Linked DNA regions of Oncorhynchus mykiss: region 1 is linked to region 2. A link is a contact called in public Hi-C data. All regions are on one chromosome and are shown on one strand. The core of a region is the stretch at or near the end of the contact, and the rest is flanking DNA. Distances in the headings are between cores, read along the strand shown. Region 1 holds the start of acsm3 (acyl-coenzyme A synthetase ACSM3, mitochondrial). Region 2 holds the start of LOC110530734 (mitochondrial ubiquitin ligase activator of nfkb 1-A).

Region 1 (6,966 bases), core at 1,418-3,917, 280 kb after region 2:
TCCTCATGCCTTTTGCACACAATGTATATAGAATCATGTAGTAACCAGAAAAGTGTTAAACAAATCAAAATCTATGTTATATTTGAGATTCTTCAAAGTAGACTCTTTTTTTTTCTTTTTTCTACTGTGTTATTGACTTGTTAATTGTTTATTCCATGTGTAACTCTGTGTTGTTGTCCGTTCACACTGCTATGCTTTATCTTGGCCAGGTCACAGTTGTAAATGAGAACTTGTTCTCAACTAGCCTACCTGGTTAAATAAAGGTGAAATAAATTACAAATAAATTTAAAAATGTAAAAAATAGCATCTCCCACCTGTAGCACGCGCTCCAGCAAGTATATCTCTCTGGTCACCCCCAAAACCAATTCTTCCTTTGGCCGCCTCTCCTTCCAGTTCTCTGCTGCCAATGACTGGAACGAACTACAAAAATCTCTGAAACTGGAAACACTTGTCTTCCTCACTAGCTTTAAGCACCAACTGTCAGAGCAGCTCACAGATTACTGCACCTGTACATAGCCCATCTATAATTTAGGCCAAACAACTACCTCTTCCCCTACTGTATTTATTTATTTATTTTGCTCCTTTGCACCCCATTATTTCTACTTTGCACATTCTTCCACTGCAAATCTACCATTCCAGTGTCTTACTTGCTATATTGTATTTACTTCGCCACCATGGCCTTTTTTTGCCTTTACCTCCCTTCTCACCTCATTTGCTCACATTGTATATAGACTTGTTTATACTGTATTATTGACTGTATGTTTGTTTTACTCCATGTGTAACTCTGTGTCGTTGTATGTGTCGAACTGCTTTGCTTTATCTTGGCCAGGTCGCAGTTGTAAATGAGAACTTGTTCTCTACTTGCCTACCTGGTTAAATAAAGGTGAAATAAATATATATATTTTTTTAATGAGCCTGTTTGATCCCAGGGTCAAGTGATAGACGAGAAAAACTACAGGAGAGAATGACAGGAGATTTCCGTGGAGGAGTGCGAGCCTAGTGCCTAGGTCCTGACAACACCGGTCTTACCCCCATCATAGTCCAGGAAGCCCCTGTCGTTCGCTGACACAATTGTTCAGCATTGAACCCTCCACACACACACACACACACTCCCAACCAAGAGTGCTGCTCTGCTGCGCATACATAAACAGGGACCCTACAGTGACTGACAACAGACCACTAGCAACAGCGCCCCCCTAAGCCTCCGCATGGTCACTGCCACTACAGTACAACACTTCAAACCAGGGAAACAATTATATCAGCAAGGTTGGCTTTGGAATCCTCTGCACTGGGATAATAATATTATTCCAGGGCTCTATCAAACCGTTTTTTGAGGGATATTCCGTCAAAATAATGCAACCATGTTTAACACCTTTGTCAACATCAACTAACTGTTAGATTCTATAATATTCCACAAGGAACCGCTTTAACTACTGGGACGAATACAATATCTGCAATGTAGTGGCAAAACAAGTGCTTGGGTAATGTTTGAAGGATAGCTAACAACAGTAATATATACTCTAGCCATGCTGTTTATGACTTACATTCCAATAACGGCAGCGTGGCTAACATTTTGCAATCTGAATGCAAATGTGAAAGTATCCAGATGTGTGCTGAACAGCAAATGTTTGTAGCTCAAATTAATGTATATTAAGCATGCATATCAAGCACTGAATAGGTACAAAACCTAGGTACAAAAATCTCTACAAATGACTTTCAACCGCTTCTGTAGAATGATGTAACCAGGGGCTGAAGAATTTGCAAGGGACGGTATTATAATATTATGACGATACTGAACATGGACATGTTCAAACGTTGTCTTGCAGCGCCATCTTGTGGTCTGCCGCGTTATAAAGCACTGTTTCCCTCTTTCCAAATAAATTACTAAATGATGAGACAAACATTCCATTGATGCAGTAAGGTCTTCACGAATGTAATTTTCACAATGTCCAAGATTTCTTCAGAAATAAAGACAAGTAGGCAAGTAAGGTCAGAACACATACCAAGCACAAGGATGGCATCGTCCTTCATGACGTGACGCTGAAGTAGATGCTGGAACTTGGAGAAGTCTCCGAACCATTCAAACGACTTCTCTGTCTTGTACCTCTCATCCCAGTAGTCCACGTCTTTATACCTGGAGTTACGGTCGGGTAGATACTCCATCCCCACGCTGTCCTTCACTGTACAAGGAATGCAATGATAGCTATACACAATGTATAGAAATTAAAACAGAATTGATGCTTTTCTGTATAAAATGGAACATCAATTATTTTGTCAGTCACCCTTATGTTGTGAATGGCATTGCTGAGTTGATTATAGATCAATGTAATTAACTAGACTGTTGACAGTGTTATGTTATGATGACTGCCACAGGTTGTGGCTGTGCTCGTCTAAACCAACGACAACACCACAACGTGTTTACATACAGTACTGTCTATGATCATCGCTATGTAGCCATAGCCATCTATCTATCTAGCTACGTTTTACGCTGAATGCCCATGTGACATTGTAAACTCTTGTTCGCTTACGTCAGTCAGTTATGTCCTCACTTCATGCAGTTTTCATGAAAATAATTTGAAATGAAATGAAAGGAACATATAGGCTAGCTGTTCATTGGAGCGTTATCCATATTCCACGTGTTGCTCGCAGGAAACAGTCCGTCATACTCTCCGCGCAAAGCATCCTGGGGCAATGATATCCCATCTGATCACATCTGAGGAACCGACGTTACAGTGTAGCGGGATCAGCTGTATCTGCAAATACACCTGGTAAAAGTCTGCGACATTGCCTACTACTGTTGTGACAACGTCTTCACTTTCATTGATGTCCGTCCGTTTGCAATCACATGACATTAACTGTGCAGTTTTCATGTGTGTAAAACGAGGATGAAATTGTTAGGCTACATTGTGACAGATTGGCCCAGTTCGTGGGTGATGATTTAATGTAAGATCCAATGGCAACAGCTCTTCATCTAGTCTGCACGGTAGACTAATATTTTGGACAGAAAAACACGTATTTATTAGGCGCTATAATAACCATAAAGACTATTAATAAGCAATGTTTTTGTGGTGTCATATTACTCTAATTTTGGTCTGAAACATATTAGTGGTTTCCTTTCAATTGTTGTGTAATTAAGTAAACACGTTTTAACTTTTACATGTGCATTTATAACACCACGCCTACTTCCTGCAGATTTTAATAGTTCACCCATTCAGGTCATGGAATGAACAGATCTCTCCCTGTGTCGGAGTTGAGCCCTAGTATTCCTTCCTTTTCACTCGACCCTTTATGGAGACATTTCTTGGGCGCCATTCCTTATTTTCAGCCCGCAGACAGAGCAACATAAACCGCAAACAACACGACGATTTGAGAGGTAGGGTTTGAGAGGGGTTTAAACTTAAGCATGATACTTTCTAAGCGTGATACTTAATGATACCTTAATGTATCAACTGTATACGTTCTGTACAGTGTTCTTCTCTGCTTGTCAACTGTTGCCATAAAAATACTAGTTGCACAATTTGTCTCTACTGAATGGCTTTAATATAACTGGTAAGAATGTCTTCCAAAGTCATTTGCATGATGCATAAAATGAGAGAAAGAGATTGTTCTTGCTCTAAACAGTATTGTTTCTACTGCATCTACAAGTATTTTATTAAGTAGTGTTTTTTTTCCTTTGCAGATGAGGGCCATTGGGAAAGTGTCATTTCAACTGAAGGCACTCAGTATATTCCCAAGTAACTTTAAATGTCAGATCCGTGGACATAGGGTATCTCCTCCTCAAAACTTTACTGGCTATGAGAGTATCAAACAACAATACAGCCCCCAGATACCTGAGTACTTCAACTTTGCAGAAGATGTGCTTGATGTGTGGGCAGAGAAAGAAAAGGTAGAGTATACCTTGTTTATCTAACCTTCAACTTTCATTTCCAGTGCTTGACTTGGATGAAATAGCTTTCAGTACTCGTTTAGGGTGCCAGTACTGTTTATATTTAGGTGCAGGAGCTCCACAATACATTGAGCTAGTATTCTATAAGAGGAACAGGAGCTCAAGCAGAAGAACATTTGAGCTGCCGGTACTCTACTCAGGTGAGCTCCTCCCCAAGTCAAGCACTGTCCGTTGCATATATTATCATGGGGGAATGAAAAAATGGTAACACTTGACTTGAACCCTCTGACTGTGACATAGTTGTTATAACTCGTAATGACGTGTTATGTCAGTGTTATGACAACATCATCATGATGACCGCCTTTAGGTAGCAGGATAGTTGACATATCATTCATATTGGCAGAGGGATATGTTCTACATTAAACTTTACGGTTTCAGATGAACTCAAATGTAAATGTGAAATCACCATGGTTTATTTCAGAAAGGAGAGAAAGGATCTAACCCTGCCTTCTGGTGGGTGAATGACAGAAAGCAGGAGGTGAGGTGGAGTTTTGAGGAGCTGGGCTTCCACTCCAGAAGACTGGCCAATGTTCTGTCAGGTGCCTGTGGTCTCAACCAGCAGGACAGGGTGTTTCTGGTACTACCCAGGGTTCCAGAGTGGTGGCTCGTCAATGTGGCCTGTCTCAGAACCGGTGAGCTAGAAAAGATCTAATCCAGAAATCCAAGACTTCATAATAGAATCAAAATTGCATTGTCTAGACCAGTGATATTGAAACTTTTTCAGCGGGGACCACATTTTTTTCCCCAGAATTTCTGGGGACCCAATTTTTGTCACTAGAAAATCTGGTGATTCACATTTTTATTAGGCGTACCCCCGACGGCTTTGCCTTTGGGAATATCTGCTCTAAGAGAACCAATACGTACATTTATTTACTTACTTAGTACAATTTATTTGTCAAATATATTTTTCAATAACATTTGTATATTGTTCCCATAATATAATCTGTCCTCTTCATTTTTGGATCCCCCCAAAATCAAACTATTTTTTATTTGTCGACCCCACTGAAATCCCCCCGTCGACCCCACTGAAATCCCCCCATCGACCCCACTGAAATCCCCCCGTCGACCACACTGAAATCCCCCCGTCGACCCTGACTTTGAATACCACTCGTCCAGACATAATGCTATCAGATAGCATATGTTTAGTTCAATAAATATGTTTGGGGCAATACAATTGAAATAGTTTTGGAGACAAGCTGCTAAATTAATAAAATAATTCAATATAAATGTGATGCCTAGGGCCGGGTGTACTATCTGACCTCCTGACCTGAACAGGAAAAATGTACAACCTTATTTATTCCAGTGCCTTGTCATTAGCTATGACTAGGGCCGCAAGATTTCCCTTCAGGAAAATCTTATATCCCTGGTGAAGTCCCATGTCCCCCACAGGAACAGTGCTGCTGCCAGGCACCTCTCAGATGACAGCCAGGGACATCCTCCACCGGCTGCAGACCTCTGGGGCCCGCTGTGTCATCACAGACGAGTCCCTGGCCCCCCTGCTCGATGCCGTGGCCTCTCAGTGCTCCAGCCTGCAGCACAAAATACTGGTGTCCCCCACCAAGAGAGAGGGCTGGAAGAACTTTGGAGATCTGGTGAGGTAAAGATAACTTAGGTCAGAAAAAAATTCCAAAGACACTTGTCATAGAAAGGACCATATATTTATATATTTCTTAATTCCATTATTTTACTATGTTTTTTGCCTCACCCGCAATAACATCTCTTAAATATGTGTATGTGACCAATTTGATTTGGATGGGATGGGATCATAATGGCTCCAGTTCACTGTGTCTGATCTATTGGTTTTGTCTGGATGGGATCATAATGGCTCCAGTTCACTGTGTCTGATCTATTGGTTTGGTCTGGATGGGATCATAATGGCTCCAGTTCACTGTGTCTGATCTATTGGTTTGGTCTGGATGGGATCATAATGGCTCCAGTTCACCATGTCTGATCTATTGGTTTGGTCTGGATGGGATCATAATGGCTCCAGTTCACTGTGTGTGATCTATTGGTTTGGTCTGGATGGGATCATAATGGCTCCAGTTCACTGTGTCTGATCTATTGGTTTGGTCTGGATGGGATCATAATGGCTCCAGTTCACTGTGTCTGATCTATTGGTTTGGTCTGGATGGGATCATAATGGCTCCAGTTCACTGTGTCTGATCTATTGGTTTGGTCTGGATGGGATCATAATGGCTCCAGTTCACTGTGTCTGATCTATTGGTTTGGTCTGGATGGGATCATAATGGCTCCAGTTCACTGTGTCTGATCTATTGGTTTGGTCTGGATGGGATCATAATGACTCCAGTTCACTGTGTGTGATCTATTGGTTTGGTCTGGATGGGATCATAAAGGCTCTAGTTCACTGTGTCTGATCTATTGGTTTGGTCTGGATGGGATCACAATGGCTCCAGTTCACTGTGTCTGATCTATTGGTTTGGTCTGGATGGGATCATAATGGCTCCAGTTCACTGTGTCTGATCTATTGGTTTGGTCTGGATGGGATCATAAAGGCTCTAGTTCACTGTGTCTGATCTATTGGTTTGGTCTGGATGGGATCATAATGACTCCAGTTCACTGGGTCTGATCTATTGGTTTGGTCTGGATGGGATCATAATGACTCCAGTTCACTGTGTCTGATCTATTGGTTTGGTCTGGATGGGATCATAATGGCTCCAGTTCACTGTGTCTGATCTATTGGTTTGGTCTGGATGGGATCATAATGACTACAGTTCACTGTGTCTGATCTATTGGTTTGGTCTGGATGGGATCATGATGACTACAGTTCACTGTGTCTGATCTATTGGTTTGGTCTGGATGGGATCACAATGGCTCCAGTTCACTGTGTCTGATCTATTGGTTTGGTCTGGATAGGATCATAATGACTCCAGTTCACTGTGTCTGATCTATTGGTTTGGTCTGGATGGGATCATAATGACTCCAGTTCACTGTGTCTGATCTATTGGTTTGGTCTATCTACATCTTGCTTGTTACTTTCAGCATCTCTGTACTGACCAAAC
Region 2 (6,932 bases), core at 102-2,601:
GCAGGATTTTCTCATGCAGAGATTGTCATAGGAAACTGAATATTCCAGTTCAAACTCGTTTAAGTAACATAATTAAGTTGGGACTTGATACTCTAATATTGAGAGAGCAAATTGTAGATAAAGACTGTTCTCTGGGTAACTATTTAGACCTAGCTGACCTTCTGGGTGCGGTGGTAGATCCTGAAGACGAGCAGCAGGGTGAGCAGGTAGAAAACAGCAAACAGGTACTGGGCCAGGCGAATATTCACCCCGTGGTTGGTGATGTAATACAGCGCTGTGAAAGTGTACACAAATCCTGCTGGGTATCTGGAATGGTAGTTTCCGGAAGTCAGTTTCAAGACTGATTTTGTTCAAGTTAAGAAATGTCACACTGCAGGTACACAAACACACACACAGTTGTAATGATTTGTCATGGGGTTCAGTGATGAAGGCCAATCCTGGTCCTGGATCCTGGTTCCTTAACTTATAAAGTGCCAGCACAAATAGGTTAGTGGAACTTACACCAGCGGGCCTGTGCCTCCTTTGAGCTGGGTGTAGTCGTAGGTGCCGTTGATGACTCCCTCTACCTCATCCATATACGCCTGCCAGTCGATCTCTGTGTCTGCATGAGAAGACATTCACCAATGAGTGACAGGTGGCATTTGCAATAACTTGGAAATATGCATTCAACAAACTGGGTTGTGGAAGGTACCTAAAGAATCAGGTGACAGAACAATCAGCAGCAACTAATGTTAGTGCTAAGAAAAAAATAATAAACAAGAGGGAAATTGCAGGAACTGTGTCAAAAGTTCAGTAGACTAGATTAACAAACTACCATTGTTGCTTTCAAATTCCTGGTTGTCTATCTTACACATTCTTGTGCTGGCAACAGAAATTGGCACAACTTTTGAAAACATATTTCATTCATACTAGGCAACATCATCACTAGGAAGGGGACGTAATCACGCTGTGGCTGTAAATTCACTATAACAAGTGGCACTACAGAAGCTAGCTGACAAACACTAGCTGTTAGCTAGCGAGCTACGTTCATTGCAATGCAGGGGCAAGCTAACTAGCTAAACTGCTAGCATGCTACTAGTACTTACATGCAACTTTTTGGATGACCCATATGTTTATTCCGATCTCCAGGAACCACAGAACAGAGGCGACCAGTATTGTGTACTCTGCCTTGAATAAGATCAAATGTTTATCCTGCCATAGTGTACGAAGTGGCGCCCACGCTCTAGACCGTGGACCAGGGGACGACTTTTTCCTCACACCTCCTGCCATTTCGACGCAGCTAGCTAGCTACGTGTCACCACAACTCGACCAAAGACAGTACCAAATATGCTTTTTTTTATGTTAAAAAAAATAAAATAACTGACAATATGTGACAGGACTTATAAGTACCCCGTCACATGATTCAGGAAAGCCTCACCCGAAGATGCATGGTGGCTTCAAGGAAGTGGTACATGTCATATGACCAAAACAAAAATAGCCATTCTTCCGGGGATGATAACTTGAGCGGTTTCAAAGGTAAAAAATGACAATAGTGATTGATTAAGTTCAATTTGATGTATTGACCGTTGCAGAAGAGTGCACAAATACCATTGTCATGTTATGGTCTGACTATTGCGGACATAGACCACATTTATGACTAATCAAATAAGATGTTTTAAAGGTCAATGGCAGGTTTTCCAGCTAACTAAACATTTGCTAACCAACTGTGTAATGTTTATTTCTAGCCTCTCAGTGAGCCAGCCATCAACTTTAATTTGTACTTTTATTATTTATAAGTAGCTAGCTATATTAGATAGCATAATGTCAATGTTCAACGAGATATTTCGTTACATGTAGATCTGTTTCGGCTAACGTTACATCAGAGAAATGGCTTTACTGGGTCATATGTATTTAAACTACCGGTTGTTCTAATTAGTTAGCTTGGCCCAAAATAACATGGTCAACCCTATAATTGTACTAGCTAATCACCTAAGTCAGTAATTGGTATTTGAATTCAAACACTGTCATCATATTACATAAAACATCTAGAAAGAGATAGGTAACGTTACCCCTTTTATATAAAAAAAAAAAGCTAAAAAATGCCACCTACCGATTTTGTAAATCATCAATGAAATAAAACTTTTCAACTTTGTTGTGCTTGTGGGTGAAGGCAGTGAATATGTAAATAGTCATAATTTATCTGACTGAATCAGTGTAATACTAGAATTGTTTGAGATCAAGTTTCTTAGACTGTAAAGTTTGGGTTATATAACCTATCATATGTGAATAACCCAACATTTTGTGACTCTTTGTATTCTGAGTAGCCTAATTCAGTTTACTGTCAAAGTGCTGAACAGAAATAGCAACCAGCCTTGTGCCACTTTGATGTCCTACAGAAAATTATAGACATTTTCAAGCATTTCACTGAAAATCTCAAAGAGAATCCGGCAGCTGCGGATTTAATTGCAGCTTGTCAGAGTGATGCGTGGGCATCTTGCATTCATGCTAAAGTACCTCCTTCATATTACATCACATGTTTGGCAGTCTGTTTCTGTACTGTATCCCTATTACAAGGGAGGTGAGAAGAGACCGTGTGGAGAGTGTGTTGGGGGGATGGAGGAGTTTCCAGTGAGGACGGTGGAGGGGCTGTGTCTAGGCACCAGCTTGGCCATATCAGGCCTCTTCTTCTACATCTACAGGAAAAAGAGGAAATCGGTGGACAAGCTCAATGTTAGTAGCCTGCCCTGTCTCTATTCCTTCAGACTACGGCCTAGATTCAATCCGTATCGCTGAAGATCCACGCAAAAGCACAATCAAAATTTTAAAGGCAATGTTTCAGCGTTTGCAGAGACTGCATTCACGGTAGGCTACACGCTGCATATGTCGGCTCAAAAGGAAATTACCTTTACATTTCAATTGCGCTATAACAAGGATCTTCCGCAATCCGGATTGAATAACATTGTGAACAGAGTGCAAAACCATGATTTTTTTTTAGGAGACATGAGAATTTTCATAGGAATGACAGGCTTTTCTTTTTGCTTGTTGTTTCAGGAGGCACCCCACATTAATTTGGATGGGAAACTGGCAGACCTTTTGAATGTGACACCAGGAAAGTGTCTGCAGTATGTTGTCATCGAAGGTGAAGTTATTTGTGTGAATGGGTAACATTTCTGAATGTATCACTATGATCATATTATTATGATATTGAGTGAAACCTATTCTCTCTCACCTACGTAATTAGTGTAATTAATGGCTCTATCCATTGTGTGTGTGTCTGTGTGTGTCTGTGTGTGTGTGTCTGTGTGTGTGTCTGTATAGGAGCAGTGCAGCCTGTGGGGGAGCCTCTAAGGAGTCAGTACCAGGAAGGCAGCGTAGGGGTAGTGCAGAAACTCATGCTAAGGGAACACAAGCTGGTGTGGAACAGCCTGGCCCACACCTGGTAGAAACACTCTTGACTGACACTCCACATATCATGTGAAAGACTAGTTTAATCTGTATCCTCATTTTTTTATCAACTGTAATATGACAAGGAGCATCTGACATTTAGTCTCAGCAGATATACATCACTAATTATAACCTGTCATATCATATCACCACACAAAACACCTTACTCACTGTGCCCCCCCTTTCCTGTGTAGGATGGACAGTGAGTGCGTGCTGCACCAGAGAGTGAATACTGTGCCCTTCAGCCTGGTGGGGTCGGACCAGGCCAACGTGAGGGTGCTGTGTCCCCTGGAGGCCTCAGAGCTGAAGATGGAGATCCTCCATGAGAAGTTCCACCAGGCCACCTACGGTTTCACCGACATCGTCGGACAGTACCTCAGTGGAGAGAAGCCCAAAGGCCAGCTGGAGACTGAGGAAATGCTCAAGGTGAGATTTAGTTTGGTTTGATCATTTTACCACCGATAAATTACCTGTTACATCTTCAATCCTAAAATTCCACAATAACATCCCAAAACGTTCCATTGTGTTTAGGATGAGGTCACCACTATTGCCCCTGAATAGTGCTCCAAAGAGCATGAATAATCCTGACTAATTTGTGTCTGTCTGTATTTCCAGGTTGGCGCTACTCTTACAGGTGTAGGCGAGCTCATCCTGGACACGGACCGGGTGCTGAAGCTCCGCCCGCCCACCGACGGCTCAGAGTACTTCCTAAGCACAGCAGACTTTGAGACCCTGCGGCTGGAGCAGGAAGACCAGGCGGTGGTCTGGCGGGTCCTGGCCTCTGTGTTCGCCCTGGCCGGGGCCGCCGTCCTCCTCTGGGTGGGCTGCCGCTACTACCGCAGCCTGAGGGTCTGCTGGGAACAGGAACGTCTGAAGAGGGAGTTTGAGACACTGGGCGCCGGGGGGTCTGGGGCTACACAACAGGGGTCTAGGGAGCAGGAGACGCCCCTGGAGAATGACTGTGTGATCTGCCTGACCCAGCTCCGTAGCTGTGTGCTACTGGACTGTGGGCACGTGTGCTGCTGCTACAGCTGCTACCAGGCCCTGCCTCAGCCCATCTGCCCCATATGCCGGCAGGCCATCAACAGAGTGGTGCCCCTCTACCAGGCATGAAGCCCAGCCAGGGAGAACAAATCAAAATCAAATGTTATTTGTCTCATACACATGTTTAGCAGATGTTATTGCGGGTATAGCGAAATGCTTGTGTTCGTAGCTCCAACAGTGCAGCAATATCTAACAATTCACAATAATACACACAAATCTAAAAGTAAAGAATGGAATTAAGGAATATATAAATATTAGGATGAGCAACGTCGGAGTTGCATTGACTAAATACAGTAGAATAGAATACAGTTGAAGTCAGAAGTTTACATACACCTTAGCCAAATACATTAAAACTCTGTTTTTCACAATTCCTGACATTTAATCCTAGTAGAAATTCTCTGTCTTAGGTCTGTTAGGCTCACCACTTTATTTTAAGAATGTGAAGAATTGTTTATTTCAGCCTTTATTTATTTCATCACATTCCCAGTGGGTCAGAAGTTTACATACACTCAATTAGTATTTGTTACCATTGCCTTTAAATTGTTTAACTTGGGTCAAACGTTTCGGGTAACCTTTCACAAGCTTCCCACAATAAGTTGGGTGAATTGTGGCCCATTCCTCCTGACAGAGCTGGTGTAACTGAGTCAGGTTTGTAGGCCTCCTTGCACGCACACGCTTTTTCAGTTCTGCCCACAAATTTGCTAAGGGATTGAGGTCAGGGCCTTGTGATGGCCACTCCAATACCTTGACTTTGTTGTCCTTATCCATTTTGCCACAACTTTGGAAGAATTATTGGCGTCATTGTCCATTTGGAAGACCCATTTGCGACCAAGCTTTAACTTCCTGACTGATGTCTTGAGATGTTGCTTCAATATATCCACATAATTTTCCTGCCTCATGATGCCATCTATTTTGTGAAGTGCACCAGTCCCTCCTGCAGCAAAGCACCCCCACAACATGATGCTGCCACCCCCGTGCTTCATGGTTGGGATGGTGTTCTTCGGCTTGCAAGCCTCCCCCTTTTTCCTCCAAACATAACGATGGTCATTATGGCCAAACAGTTCTATTTTTGTTTCATCAGACCAGAGGACATTTCTCCAAAAACTACGATCGTTGTCCCCATGTGCAGTTACAAACCGTAGTCTGGCTTTTTTTATGGCGGTTTTGGAGCAGAGGCTTCTTCCTTGCTGAGTGGCCTTTCAGGTTGTGTTGATATAGGACTCGTTTTACTGTGGATATAGATACTTTTGTACCTGTTTCCTCCAGAATCTTCCCAAGGGGCTTTGCTGTTGTTCTGGGATTGATTTTCACTTTTCGTACCAAAGTACGTTCATCTCTAGGAGACAGAACGCGTCTCCTTCCTGAGCGGTATGACGGCTGCGTGGTCCCATGGTGTTTATACTTGCGTACTATTGTTTGTACAGATTAATGTGGTACCTTCAGGCATTTGGAAGTTGCTCCCAAGGATGAACCAGACTTGTGGATGTCTACAAAATATTTTCTGAGGCCTTGTCTGATTTCTTTAGATTTTCCCATGATGTCAAGCAAAGAGGCACTAAGTTTGAAGGTAGACATTGAAATACATCCACAGGTACACCTCCAATTGACTCAAATCAGATGCTTTTAAATCCATGACTTAATTTTCGGGAATTTTCCAAGCTGTTTAAATGCACAATCAAATTAGTGTATGTAAACTTCTGACCCACTGGAATTGTGATACAGTGAATTATAAGTGAAATAATCTGTCTGTAAACAATTGTTGGAAAAATGACTTGTGTCATGCACACAGTAGATGTCCTAACCGACTTGCCAAAACTATAGTTTGTTAACAAGAAATTTGTGGAGTGGTTGAAAAACCAATTTTTAATGACTTTAAACTTCTGACTTCAATTGTAGATATGAGATGAGTAAAGCAGTATGTAAACATTATAGAAGGGTCTAGTGTTCCATTATTAAAGTGGCCAATGATTCCATGTCTATGTATATGGGGCAACAGCCTCTAAGGTGCAGGGTTACGTAACCGGGTGGAAGCCGCCTAGTGGTGGCTATTGAGATGGAAGCTGTTTTTCAGTCTCTTTAATGCACCTGTACTGACCTCGCCTTCTGGATGATAGCGGGGTGAACAGGCAGTGGCTCGGGTGGTTATTGTCCTTGATGATCTTTTTGGCCTTCCTGTGACATCGGATGCTGTAGGTGTCATGGAGGGCAGGTAGTTTGCCCCCGATGATACGTTGGGCAGACCGCACCACCCTCTGGAGAGCCCTGCGGTTGCCATACCAGGCAGTGATACAGCCTGTAAAAGTTGTTTGTTCCATCAGAACAAAAAACACGAGCCGGCGCACACCCAGAATTGATTTTTTCTGTGTAGGTGCTGACTAACGGCGAATAAAAAATAAAGAGAGTCACACACTCACATATAAACTCCCAGTCATTTATTGGGTAAGTCAATGTTTCGTCCTCACTTC

The links. Hi-C and Micro-C count contacts between places; a contact is called where the count stands out from the background.
Region 1: a contact with region 2 is called in a Hi-C map of liver, with 5 times the contacts expected there. The contact joins the promoter of acsm3 here to the promoter of LOC110530734 in region 2. A contact is called at or near these places in 2 of 3 Hi-C or Micro-C datasets (blood and liver).

The regions. Positions count from the first base shown.
Region 1 is chr8:80,309,858-80,316,823 of USDA_OmykA_1.1, forward strand. acsm3 (acyl-coenzyme A synthetase ACSM3, mitochondrial) reads left to right here and starts at 2,668. Exons shown (of 13, transcript XM_036986428.1): 1 at 2,668-2,768; 2 at 3,193-3,373; 3 at 3,680-3,886; 4 at 4,368-4,578; 5 at 5,336-5,543. The coding sequence starts at 3,680. ece2a (EEF1A lysine methyltransferase 4) reads right to left here and starts at 2,693. Exons shown (of 4, transcript XM_036986429.1): 1 at 2,529-2,693; 2 at 2,004-2,203. The coding sequence starts at 2,163.
Region 2 is chr8:80,032,273-80,039,204 of USDA_OmykA_1.1, forward strand. LOC110530734 (mitochondrial ubiquitin ligase activator of nfkb 1-A) reads left to right here and starts at 1,352. Exons shown (of 6, transcript XM_021613989.2): 1 at 1,352-1,515; 2 at 2,524-2,709; 3 at 3,031-3,118; 4 at 3,298-3,418; 5 at 3,618-3,849; 6 at 4,039-4,681. The coding sequence starts at 2,593. The coding sequence ends at 4,536. LOC110530733 (dol-P-Man:Man(5)GlcNAc(2)-PP-Dol alpha-1,3-mannosyltransferase) reads right to left here and starts at 1,425. Exons shown (of 9, transcript XM_021613986.2): 1 at 1,086-1,425; 2 at 502-601; 3 at 159-306. The coding sequence starts at 1,269.